3 separate regions of the Zea mays genome follow, and regions 2 and 3 are each linked to region 1. Evidence: chromatin contacts called from public Hi-C data. All regions are on one chromosome and are shown on one strand. Each heading gives the region's core, a stretch centred on a gene start, on an enhancer-like site or on the middle of the called end of the contact. The rest is flanking DNA. Distances are from core to core; before and after follow the strand shown.

Region 1 (4,058 bases), core at 868-3,367:
TTTAACTAAGGTAAAATGATTTGAGATGTATTTAGCTAAGATCTAAACAGATCCAGCTAAGTTTCCTCGTTGCTGTTCGCTCAGCTTCAGCTCCCGCGCGCCTCCGGGCGACCCCCTGCCGACGGAGCTTTCCATGCAAGCATGAACGCATGGCGAGGATGGCGCCATCCATCTCTTCTTCACTGCACCGCGGCATGCGGCAGCCGGCAGACGCAGCAGCGGAGCGGCCGGCCGGCCAGCGGCCCGGCGAGCAGCGTATGCGCGCAGTTGGAATATTACGAGAGTCGGCGGTACGGGGCCGCGTACGTGCCTCGCTTTTGTTCCCTTCCGCGCTTGTCCCCCAGGCCTGCCCACCTGAAAGGCTGATGCAAACGCAAGGCCGGGCTCTGATCTGCGCTGCTGCTGCCTGCTGCCTCCGTCCGTCTCCATGCATGCATGCGCCATTTCCGTGATCCCGTCCCTTGTCGCATGGCATTGGCATGCAATGCATGAGAACGTGGCCCGTCTTTTCAGGCTCTGCGCGCGTGGCCAGCGCCCAGCGGTGCCGGTGCCGGTCCATGCACACAAGAGTCTGGCCGGCTTTGCTAGCTAGCTAGCTAGTACGAGTAGAGCGATCGAAGTGCGTGTGTGACCCTGTTCGCGGACCGTCGGCCGGCCGTGGGAGAGAGACACGGAGGGAATGTGTACTATAGCTAGTTTCCTGTGGTCCTGACCGTTCGATCTAGAATTCTAGATTTCGTTTGCGTACACAAGTGCTGTAGCAGTACTAGTACCGCCGTACGTTTGTTTGGGGGCATGTAGATGGGTATGTATTGGTTGACCGTGGCAGACCAAAGGGGCCGCGGGGGCCGGCCTACCGGAAACCAACGCGTACGTACGTGACGGCCATGCATATGCTAACACGCCGGCGGCAGACCACCGCTACATACACAGAGGCACAGGCCCACCACGTACGGAAAAGATCGACGCGTCGGACTGGATCTCCGGCGGTGGTGCCGGCCGGACCGATCACGTACGCACGGACCCGAGCGCGGCGGACCGCTGTACGTACCCTCCCAAACTGGCACGGAAAGCAACCGGCCGGCGGCTCCACGCCGCTCCTGGACCACGCATGCACCACCAGCACCGCTCTCGGTAGGTCGACGGAGACCGGCGGCGGATCGATCCGGGAAAGGATTAGCAGCCTGTGGCGCTTAAGCTCTGACCCGCTTCTTATCACACAAGATAAGGCTCTCTAGCTAGGCCAAGACAAGGCCGGCCGTAATCCCACTCCGCCGCCGTCGTCGGCTTTCAAATTTCCTCCCTGCTACTTCTTTTTTTCTCCGCCGCGCACCCGTTATATCGCCAGAATTAACGTGTACTACGTACTTCTTCATAAGTGGCGCGCAGTGACGTTCGCGGCTTCATAAGTGGCGAGACATGCAGGGCCGAGCCGCCCGAGCGTGCAGGCCTTAACACGTGTGTTGAGGCCGCGAACCACCTGGCACAAGCCCGCGGGATTATTACGTAGAATGCTAGCTAAGCTAGCTACTACCCCGAGGCGGGGTGACGTGCTCCCGCATGGAACAAATAACGGACGCTGGATTGTTAGACGACGACGACGCCACGACGGCCGGAAGATTAGCTAGGGCCGGTTATTGATCCGAGCGGGTCCGCGTCACCCAGGGAGGACCAGATGGCCGAACATACACGCACTGCACGTAGTAGGGTGGGTCAGTCACGTGCGTGTGTAAGCTAGACTATATATGCTAGAGAGGTAGCCCATCTGTTGCCATTTCCGATGCCTTCACCATCCGACATTAATTCCGTCATTTGGACTCCATTATTCCAAATGACGGCTGTGTGTGTATAAGCTAGACTATATATGGCTGGACGGGCCAAATATACACGATTAGGCGACAGCGTTGTTTTGCAGGTCAAATTTGTACTTGATCAAGACACACCGTATGGATTTGGGCCTCAAGTGTCTTTGTTAAGACAGAGAAGTTGCCACACATAGATTCGACCATAAAGGCGAGAGAAAACAAAGACCGGGCCGGTGTCGCGATCGCATATTCTAAACCGCAATTTTAAAGGCGGTGGAGGCCTTGGAGTGGAGCCAGACGACCACTTGGAAAACAGCAGCCGGGAGGGAGAGAGACAAGCATGCACCAAAGGCACGAGCGCGACCGGCGGCGTCGGCTCGGCCCTGAGCTGCCGCTGGGTGACCATGGTGAATTCGATGAGGGAAGCGGTGAGAAAGCGAGCGCAGATACTGTTGTTAGCTACTAGTAGAGTGAAACCAGGGTTAGTAAGCAAGGCCAACGCCAAGGCAGCTACGGCCAACGGCAGCGGCTTGCATCCAGCCTTCATTCCTGCAGCAAAGCGGCGCGTCAAAACTGGCAGGCAGCCCAGACGGTGTCCACACTCTCTCCCCATAGTCCATGTCTCTTATCTCTTCATCCCCCTCTCTTAACCTTCCTAAGCCGCTCTTAACCTTCTTCGCCTGCCACAGCTCGAGAACACATCAACACACCACACACAGGTCAGGCACGCACAAGAAACACCTGCCACCGCCGGCGGCCGCCCGGTCGCTCGCTGCCGATCGACGGCCATGGACTTCGACGACCACGACGACAGTGACGAGGAGATGGCGCCGATGCCGATGCCGATGCCGATGCCGGTGAGCTCCAGCTACGACGCCCCGCCTCTGGCAGCTGGGTTCGGTGGCGGCGGCGTGGAGCCGCTCAGCGTTCGCGCCAAGGCCCCGGCGGGCGGCCTCGGCGGCGGCGGCGGCGGCGGCGGGAGGTACCGAGAGTGCCTCAAGAACCACGCGGTGGGCATCGGGGGCCACGCCGTGGACGGGTGCGGCGAGTTTATGCCCGCCGGCGAGGAGGGCACGCTCGGCGCGCTCCGCTGCGCCGCGTGCGGCTGCCACCGCAACTTCCACCGCAAGGAGCCCGCCGCGGGCTCGCTCGTCTCCCCCGCCGCGCTGGCCGCCTACGGCAGCGCCGCGCCGCACCACCACCACTTCTCCCCGTACTGCCGCACCCCGGCCGGGTACTTCCACCAGCAGCCGCTGCAGATGGCCCCGCCCGTGCCCGTGGGGCACACGCCGCGGCCGCTGGCGCTGCCGTCCACGTCCCACGGCTGGCGCGACGACGGCGACGGCGACGACGACTTTTCCGGGATGGCCGGGCCGCTGTCGTCGGCGGTGGGGCCGCTGGGCGGCATGTCCCTCGGCGGCACCACCGGGCCTTCCGGCTCGGGCGGGTCCGGCAAGAAGCGGTTCCGCACCAAGTTCAGCCAGGAGCAGAAGGACAGGATGCTGGCGTTCGCGGAGCGCGTGGGGTGGCGCGTCCAGAAGCACGACGAGGCCGCCGTGCAGCAGTTCTGCGACGAGGTCTGCGTCAAGCGCCACGTGCTCAAGGTGTGGATGCACAACAACAAGCACACCCTCGGCAAGAAGCCGTAGCGCGCTAGCACCATCACCTGACCTGACCTGACCCCCGGACGCGTGTGTACTCCCATCCCATCCGTACACGGAAGAGCCACGTACACGCTTGCATTTTGTTGATCGCAGATCGATCGGGGGTGGCCGGGGCCAGCCCCTCCGGCCGGTAGGTACACATGTGCATCTTCTTTGTCAGCATTCTTGTTTCGGCTCCGGCGCCTTCGTGGCGGCGTAGGTTAGTTGCAGTAACTCGTAGCGAGCTGCATATGCTCCATCGATCTTCTTGCCGGCGGTTCTTTCAGTTCTCATTTACCCGTACTTGTTGGTGTTGTTTATTAATTAATTAATTCGGCATGGCCATTTGCCGGTTTGCTTGGTTTCTTACTACTATTCTTCAACGGGAAATGTACGTGGCCTTGCGACGATGGGATGCGCTGCCGGCGAACAGAGTGTGTATCTGGGGATTGCGGCCGCATGGATTCTGTCATTCTGTGTGTTTATATGTCTCGTGCTCGTGCCCTGCCTTCTTATATTTTTTGTGGTTGGACCTGCGCGCCGGGATCAGCTCCGATGATGATCTTTTTTTTTCCTCTCTTGCTCATGTTTTGCTTCCTAGTTAGATGCT
Region 2 (4,058 bases), core at 947-3,446, 190 kb before region 1:
CCCTGACATGGGGGCCCAGGTCCACATGTCACGCACCCGGGGAACCAGTCTCCGAGTGTGTGGAAGACGGGCCGTCTCCCCGGAAGCAAACTGTCACGCACGTCGCTTAGGGGTCGCTGAAAGATATTTTTTAGGCGGTAGCAATAAGACGCCCCGCGCGCAGTCTAACGAAACCGGCGGGAGCGGAGGCCATGTACCTGCCAGATGCGGGGATAGACATGGAAGGCGGCACGACTGAAGGCAAGTTGGCGACGGTTACGTCAGCAAGTGCCCGGAGATGGCACAACAACCAGACTTTGGCCCCACCTACAGGCTTGTAACCTCCCCTGAGGCGGGCCCCGAGGCCACTGTCTGTACCCAGGAACAGGGGTACCCCTTACTATAGTAAGGAGGCGCGGTACCCCCACCACGTGGACAACTCCGAGGCCGCCAGATGACCAGAGAAGGTAACATATACCGTGATACCATCTGTGGATCCAGACCCCTGTGAAAGAATGCCGGACCTCGGCATACCTACCTGGGACCTTAGTGTTCCCCTAAATGGGACCCGGACCCTTCTAAGAGAGGTCCGAACCGTCCACTACAAGATCTCGGGACGAGGAGTACCCTGGCCTAAGTCGAAGGCGTACAGGGGTCCGGCACAGACACTTGTCTGGGTCCTGCCAGGCACGCCTACGCTCCCCGCTCAGGCAGGGACCCGGTGCTACCACGTGGCCTACGGATCATGACGTAAGCCGGAGAGCAGAGCCTGACGTAAGGCCACACGGCCGTGCGATCTCTGCATTTATTGCGGAGATCACACGCCGCCTGACCGACCTGCAGATGGGTGATGTGCCGACTCGGCATTTAATGTGCCCCGTCCACTCTGCTGGCAGGCGGCGACCAGACTAGGCGGCGCGCCTGTTCAATCAAGCAGCGGACAGTACGCCCACACCGCTGCACGCACGCAGTAGTCATCATGACTTAAACAATACCGAGGAACCTTCTGCAGCACGCCGATTCTACTCAAGCGGCGGATGTCGGGGCATAGGGAGATAACACAAGGTGACCGACATTAGTTGCTCCGGGTATTCCATCCTTATGTCTCTGGACCCACATGTCGGGGTACGAAGTCTTTTGTGCATGCCCCCCTTCAACTATAAAAGGGGAGGCATGCGACGTTACAACACAAGTTCATTCAGACTCTCAAGCTTCCATAGCAACCCAACACACAGTGGAGTAGGGTGTTACGCTCCGGCGGCCCGAACCACTCTAAACCCTCGCGTGTTCTTGTATTCGTCCATCCATCTCGCATAACAGGCAAAACGCTTATGTCCCTCCTCATCTTAGGATTTAGGGCGGGTGCACTCCGCCACCCGGCCGGAGATTTCCTCTCTGACAAATATTATGATATGCACATATAAATAAGGACTATCCGAGCAATAACCGGATAAAAAATGAAGTTATGGTTAGTGATTGATGATTTTATATCTTTATATGCAGTTATAATGAGACAATTTATTGGATTCAAGCTTTATAGAACACATAAAGGGAGGGTTTAAGTCCTAATTTAGGTTCCCATCGAATCCCCGTGAGGGTAATTTTTATCCTCGTTCCCAACCCGTTAAATTTCGGATCCCCGCCCTGCCATCCTCGCGGGGAAATTTTTGCCCCATCCCTGTCTTAAGAGAAAAAATGTTATTTTTAAAACAACTCTAATAGTTCTCTAAACAACTATCTAAAACTTAAATTTAAGAAGTGAACAGAAAAATATTTCTCCAATAGTTCTTCAAATAGACTTGCTAAATTTAGCAATTTGCTATCTAACCTCGTTCGTTCTCTAGATTTAACAACTTGATAGTCACCGTTACATAGAGTTAGCGTCGATTTCTTCGCAACCGCATGCTCATATTTTTGTTTATCCTGGCCAACTAGTGTTTGACTTTCCGTAAGCCAATACTGGCCAGGTCAGGCTTGACGCTCAGCGCAAGAGGAAACGCCATCACGGAACAGCGTTTCTTCACCGACATGTGCGCTCAGAATAGTAGCAGGACTTATTGAGGCCACAGTGTCAGAGAGAGTGTTGGTAAAGTCGCAGGTGTTGGGGACTCGCAGTCGCAGTCGCCCTCGGCTGTCCATGCGAATGCGATCCAGCTCCACAGTCCACACCAAAGCTCGCCAAACCTTTTACCAAACCCACCAACAGCGACCAATCCACTCCACGTATCCCCCTCCATTCCCAACCAGACTAGCCCACCAGTCCACCACCAGTCCACCACCGCCCCCTCGCGCACGCGCACCTCTCGTCCTCTCCGATGCGCGCCTTCGAGCCGACTCCGCCGCCGCCGCTGCACCAGCCCCAGCCCCAGCCGAGGTAGCCATGTACACGGTGCGCCCGCACGCGGCGGCGACGGTCACCCTTAACTGCACGGAAGCACCGCTCGACTGCCTCCCCCTCTGCCCCGGCGGCGGGGACGCCTGCTTCGAATACGTCCTGCCCCCACCACCCCCGATCCCGGTGATCCCGCGCGCGCCGGTCGCCGACCGCCACGCGCCCGTCCGCCTCATCCTCGTTATCTCCCTGCTCTCTATCTTCCTCTCCCTCTCGCTCGGGCTCTCCACGCTCCTCCTCTACCGCCGCCGCCGCCGCCTCATCCTGCGACGACGCCGAAGCCTCGCCGCGGCCACCGCCGAAGGGCCCGACGACGAGGAGGAGGGCGGGGGCGGTGGAGGGGTGGTGCACCACGTGTGGTACATCCGGACGGTGGGGCTCGACGAGGCCACCATCGCGTCCATAGCCGCTGTGGAGTACCGCCGCGGGGTGGGCCGGAGCGGGGACTGCGCGGTGTGCCTCGGCGAGTTCAGCGACGGGGAGCTGGTGCGCCTCCTCCCGCGCTGCGCTCACCCGTTCCACGCGCCCTGCATCGACACCTGGCTCCGCGCCCACGTCAACTGCCCGATCTGCCGTTCCCCCGTCGTCGTCATTCCCTCCGATCTACCCGTCGATGCCGCGGAGGCTGAGGCAGGCGGTGCCCAATTGGGAGAACACTACGTTCACGAGGAAATGTCGCTGTCTCAATCTGAATCGGAGACTGAGGGCTCGGAGGACTCTGAGGCGTCGTCAGCCTCAGCCACTCAAAGTGAAGGCACGTCTACAGCGGAGGAGAATGGAAGGGACACGCCCAAGCCAATTAGGCGCTCGGCTTCCATGGATTCTCCGTTGTTTGCCGTAGCTCTTCCTGAAGCAAATGATGATGTGGTGCGGTATAATTGCAAGTTGCCAAATCCCCGAGAGATGAAGGTCTTCAGGGCGAAGGAGAAGGAGGCCGCAGGCATTTCTTCGTCCTCGTGTCAGTCAGGCCGGTTCAAGATTGGCAGGTCCATGTCAAGCAGTGGCCAAGGGTTTTTCTTCTCACGGAATGGCCGCTCCAGTGGTGCTGTGCTGCCACTGTGAGTTGGTATGTTTTTACTGTCAATTGGTTGCAGCCTCAGCAAAGCCGGGAGCTGGTAGTGTGTCAGAGTTTGTTGATAGAAAACGCAGAGAGCTGAAGTTGCTCTCCGAGAAAATCTTCATTTAGGTGTGAGTTATTCATGAGAGCAATTGTTGTCGCTAAGGATTGCTGGAGTGATACGGTTGTGTAAGCTTCGAAGTTCCAAGTATGATAACTAGCTTGGCCTGAGTCAATTCGGGTGAAGCTGATGTCTGGCTTCTCCATATATACTTGTTATGTACTAGTAATCATGCAAGAAGGAATGGACTTACACTTGTATCAACTCTGTGCCTTAAAGAGCAAACATACTATAAATTAAGAATATGTTGCTGGGGAGACCAGTACTTCCTGTTGATGGTGTATGGTATTATTAGATGTCTTTGTATGGATAACACTGAACATGTATTGAATGCAATCCTATATCAGTGATTTATCATGTGGTTATCACATCATGTGGATGTTAAGATCCAGTTAGCACAACTACTAACAGAATATCTTGTGTGCTAACTTATTGCAGATTTTAATGTGAGCTTTTCCTATTGGCTGGGGTAGGAAATGAACTGCATATACAATACTACGGTGTTCTCC
Region 3 (4,058 bases), core at 585-3,084, 160 kb after region 1:
CGGTCGGGCTCCGCGGCACGGTGGCAGAGGAGGAAGAGGCTCTGCTGCGGCCGCTGCTCGGGCCTTCAGCTTTCAGCGGCTGTGCAGGCGCCAGCAGGGCCACGGTGGCCTGGATCGCTTCGAGGCATCGCGACACCCTCTCCTGCAACCGCCCGCATGCAGCGCAAAGCAACAAATAAAGCATCAGTCGCCATGGCTGTAAATGCGGCTCACGCACCTGACCTGGGCAGGTGCGTGTGCCTAGTAGTAGTAGCTCAGTAGCTGCACAAGTCAAGTACAGCTGCAAACCTACGACTTGGATTTGGATCCATGCGGTACACGCTTAACGTATTGCATCGCATCGCATTGAATCTGACGACAAGACTCGCGAGAAGTGGCCGGGGACAGGCACACGCCGTACCTCGTGCACGCGGTGGGTGCAAGCCTTGTCGATATCCACGGCGTGCTCCTCGCCGGCCACGGCGGCGGCGACAGCCGCGGCGACCTCCGAGGGCCTGAAACCCAGGCAGCACGTTCCTGCCATGCGTCCGTCCGTAACAGCGACGTCGGGTCAATCGATCGAAATGCGCCAATGGTTGTCTATGAGAGAGAGAGAGAGCTGCACCGGGTGAGGATTTTCACCTCTCGCGACGCGCAGGATGAGCTCCGCGGATCGGAGGACGGCGCGTCTGCTCGGCGCACCGCCGTCTTTGAGCCGGTGGAGGAAGTAGTCGATGTACGAGAAGGGGGTGACCGCTCGCATCCTCCATCTGAGCGTGCTGAGGACCAGCAGCTCCATCCTCTGCACCGTCTTCGCCTCGAACACGTACCGCGCGTCCCCGACCTGCTGGCCGACAGGACCCAACAACAGCAGCGATCAGGAACAAGGTCTCAGGGGCGGCCCACTGGAACGTGTGGTGTGTGCGTCCCCTACGCATTGCTCTCTCACCTGCAGGTCCAGAGACGGAGGAACGTAGGTCTCCTCCATCTTGGCAGCCAGGGACAAGCACGCCACGGACAGCAGCTGCGTCGTCCAAGACTTGCCTTCCTGAAACGGTGATCGAGACAGGCGTCATTACCGGCACTAAGAACACTGGAACATACGCTCTGATTTCTGAACGCCATTTTTGTTCCAAGCACCAAGAAGTAAACAGTGCCACTCCACCATCACTTCGTAGGCTTTGACGATTCTTACCGGAAGCTGGTAGAGCGAGAGGAAGCGGTCCAGGTAGTTGACGGCCAAGCAGGCGGTGAGAGGGCCGAAACCGTAGTACGCGTGAACCTGTCGAGAGGCGAAACTGTCAGATTCATAGCCCGGAATCCGGATGGACGGGCACAAGGACTCGAGAGATCAGCGAAGACTGCATTGACCGAGGAGAGCAGCACCTCACCTTCCAAATCCAGTCGATGGCGTCCGTCCGGACGCGGAGATCCGTGCCCCCGCCGCGCAGCCTCTCGGCGTAGTCCTCCCGCGGCATGTGCGCCGCCTCCGCCTCCACGAAACCGGCGACGCATTCCTCGGACGGCACGGGGAAGACCACGCTGGGCTCCCCGCGCGTCCTGCTCCGCGCCAGCAGCACCTCCTCCTCCTCCTCCTGGCCCCCCGCTTCGAGGTCCAGGATGCTGCTGCTGTCCTCGCCGCACAGCAGGGTGGAAGCCGCCATCTCGTAGCTGCTCGGCGCCATTCCCCTCTGCAGGATTTTGGTAATCTGGTGCCCGAACGGTAATGGTACAGATACTGATTGGCTGTCTGGCTCTGATAGGACTCCTCCTCTTCTCCTTCCTGCTCGTGTTCTTGATGCGACCGAGGAAGGCGAGGAGTGGAGGAGGAGCGAGTGACGGAGTGAGCGATGTGCTGCGTGCTGTGTGCCGTGACGTGAGGCCCCTTTTGTATGAACCGGCGTGCAGAGTAGGCGGGGGCATTTTCGGCAAGCATTGACGAGGACGCGATTAGTACGCGAAAGCTTGGACAAGGGCAGCGGGAAGGAAGGATGAGGCTGTGATTAGAGAAATGGATGCTCGCTTTCCTTCTGTTATTTTTCTTTTCTTTTCTAGTCTGTACTTTGAGACGCTCTACTTTTTAGAGCTTTTACGGCATGGACTTTCAGCGTTCTTTGTGCCATTTCGGCTTTTTGACCCAGCCACTCAGGTAATAATAAGTGGTTACCTTATTACCAACGTTGAAGTTTGAAAAGGAATAATGTACACATATATATATAGTCATATTCACTCAGTACTACTGCTACCAGTACTGAATTCACACCTGTGGACGATTTCCGGCCAAAAAAGGAACAAATTTATACTGCGTGGCTAAACTGTGGATGAGTGTTTTAAATTCAATATTATTTTATGTATTTGAAATAGAGGATACAAAATGGTTATTTCTGCTGACGGTGACGGCTGATGTGATTGTTGGTTAGCGATAAGTTATAACCGTAGTGTAAACGACCATTGACGTGACAATGACATAGACCTAACGATAACAAATTGAGTGGGCAATACCACTGAACCGGCCTTACCAACTGCCACATCAACTATCAATCACATTATCGACCATTGTCGGTCCTTATCTACCATAGCGCTATAGTGTATAGTCTTTGCCATCAGCTTAGAATCACCTCAACGCTACATTAGTTTTTTTTTATGTACTTCTATTTAAAATTCATGATGTTTTATTAAAGTAAAAAAATCATCAGAGTACATAATTAAGAAAAAACATAATTCATGAAAATACAAACTTAAGAAATATAAATTACATCATTTATAAAAAAAATAGATACACTACTCTTCTCATTGTTTTTCTCTTCCACTTCTTTCGCATCTTCTTCCTCGTCTATTTTAATTGCTTGGTCACTTTTTAAGATCAACTTGTGGGCCCTTTTCATGTCATCGTTCATATCAGTGGCAGAGCGACCCAACAACTTTTGCTCAGACAATTTTGATCGGGACATTCTCTAGTTAGCATTGTAGAGCTTGTTCAACATACTCTTTTCCATGACAGAGGATCATTGTTACGCGTTGCTGGCCTATTCCCTTTGTGTTGAGGTCTTCTCGACTGCAGCCAATAAGAGACGGTGGGGCTGACACTAAGTGGTGATGTGAGTGATAATTGTTGTCTAAGTTGAGACATAATCATTTGTTTTGAGTCATCATCATTATACCGCGTGCACCACCTGGGCTAATGGTGAAGAGAGCACACATATGTTCCAACTTGAAGTCGATTTTTGTCAGGTTTCTTGCTGAAGCTCTCCTTGACAACTTTGAGGAGCATAGCATGGTCTTTTCTACTCGATCAAGCCACATACAAGCGGTTGTAAATGATCGTCGATCATTGATCATTTAGTTGCATGGGGGTACAGTGACGAGGAACTTTGGTGCTAGAGTTGTATGTGCTGGCTATTTAGCCCGAGAAGGTCGATCACTTTTTGTCATTGCCTCAACAGAGACTATGGAGTACATTAGCCATGCGTGGACCTATAAATTTATGAGCTTCAAAACTGTTATCGGACTAAAAATACGTAGAATTTACAGATATATATAGTTACCAGTCGTTTGTCCTCCATTTTTATCTAGTTGCTTCACTGATGGAATTGAGTACCACATATTTAAGCAGAATGGTTTGAAGTTGTAGCATTATGGTTGTTTTGGGGCACTATCGTGTCTGTAGGAGAACGAAATGGAGGATGACCTCCATATGGAGGAGGAGCACCAAACATGGGAACAAATGAAGGAGAAGCACCAATAGTAGGATTTTCATTGGCAGGAGGATCATCCATAGATGATCGATATGGATAAGGAGGAGAGGGGGTGTGGAAACAAAGGTGGAGGACTCAAGAAATCGGGACGAGCAGGTGAAAGTCGCCTAGAGGGGGGTGAATAGGCAGAATCTGAAATTTATAAACTTTAAGCACAACTACAAGCCGGGGTTAGCGTTACAAATATAATCGAGTCCGAAAGAGAGGGTGAAGACAAATCACAAGCAAATGAAGAGTGTGACATGGTGATTTGTTTTACCGAGGTTCGATTCTTGCAAACCTACTCCCCGTTGAGGTGGTCACAAAGACCGGGTCTCTTTCAAC

What was found. Hi-C and Micro-C count contacts between places; a contact is called where the count stands out from the background.
Region 2: a Hi-C map of leaf shows a contact between it and region 1, with 5 times the contacts expected there. The contact joins the promoter of LOC100285415 here to the promoter of LOC109944588 in region 1. A contact is called at or near these places in 3 of 25 Hi-C or Micro-C datasets (ear, leaf and tassel).
Region 3: a Hi-C map of leaf shows a contact between it and region 1, with 3 times the contacts expected there. The contact joins the promoter of LOC103647502 here to the promoter of LOC109944588 in region 1. A contact is called at or near these places in 9 of 25 Hi-C or Micro-C datasets (bundle sheath, ear, endosperm and 1 more).

Annotation. Positions count from the first base shown.
Region 1 is chr2:192,787,374-192,791,431 of Zm-B73-REFERENCE-NAM-5.0, reverse strand. LOC109944588 (zinc-finger homeodomain protein 1) reads left to right here and starts at 2,117. Exons shown (of 2, transcript XM_023301678.2): 1 at 2,117-2,397; 2 at 2,495-3,812. The coding sequence starts at 2,594. The coding sequence ends at 3,454.
Region 2 is chr2:192,980,259-192,984,316 of Zm-B73-REFERENCE-NAM-5.0, reverse strand. It overlaps LOC100285415 (RING-H2 finger protein ATL5F), which reads left to right and starts at 2,196. Exons shown (of 1, transcript NM_001158308.2): 1 at 2,196-3,674. The coding sequence starts at 2,360. The coding sequence ends at 3,433.
Region 3 is chr2:192,622,729-192,626,786 of Zm-B73-REFERENCE-NAM-5.0, reverse strand. LOC103647502 (cyclin-D4-1) reads right to left here and starts at 1,834. Exons shown (of 6, transcript XM_008672035.2): 1 at 1,371-1,834; 2 at 1,175-1,261; 3 at 929-1,027; 4 at 622-823; 5 at 401-516; 6 at 1-142. The coding sequence starts at 1,664.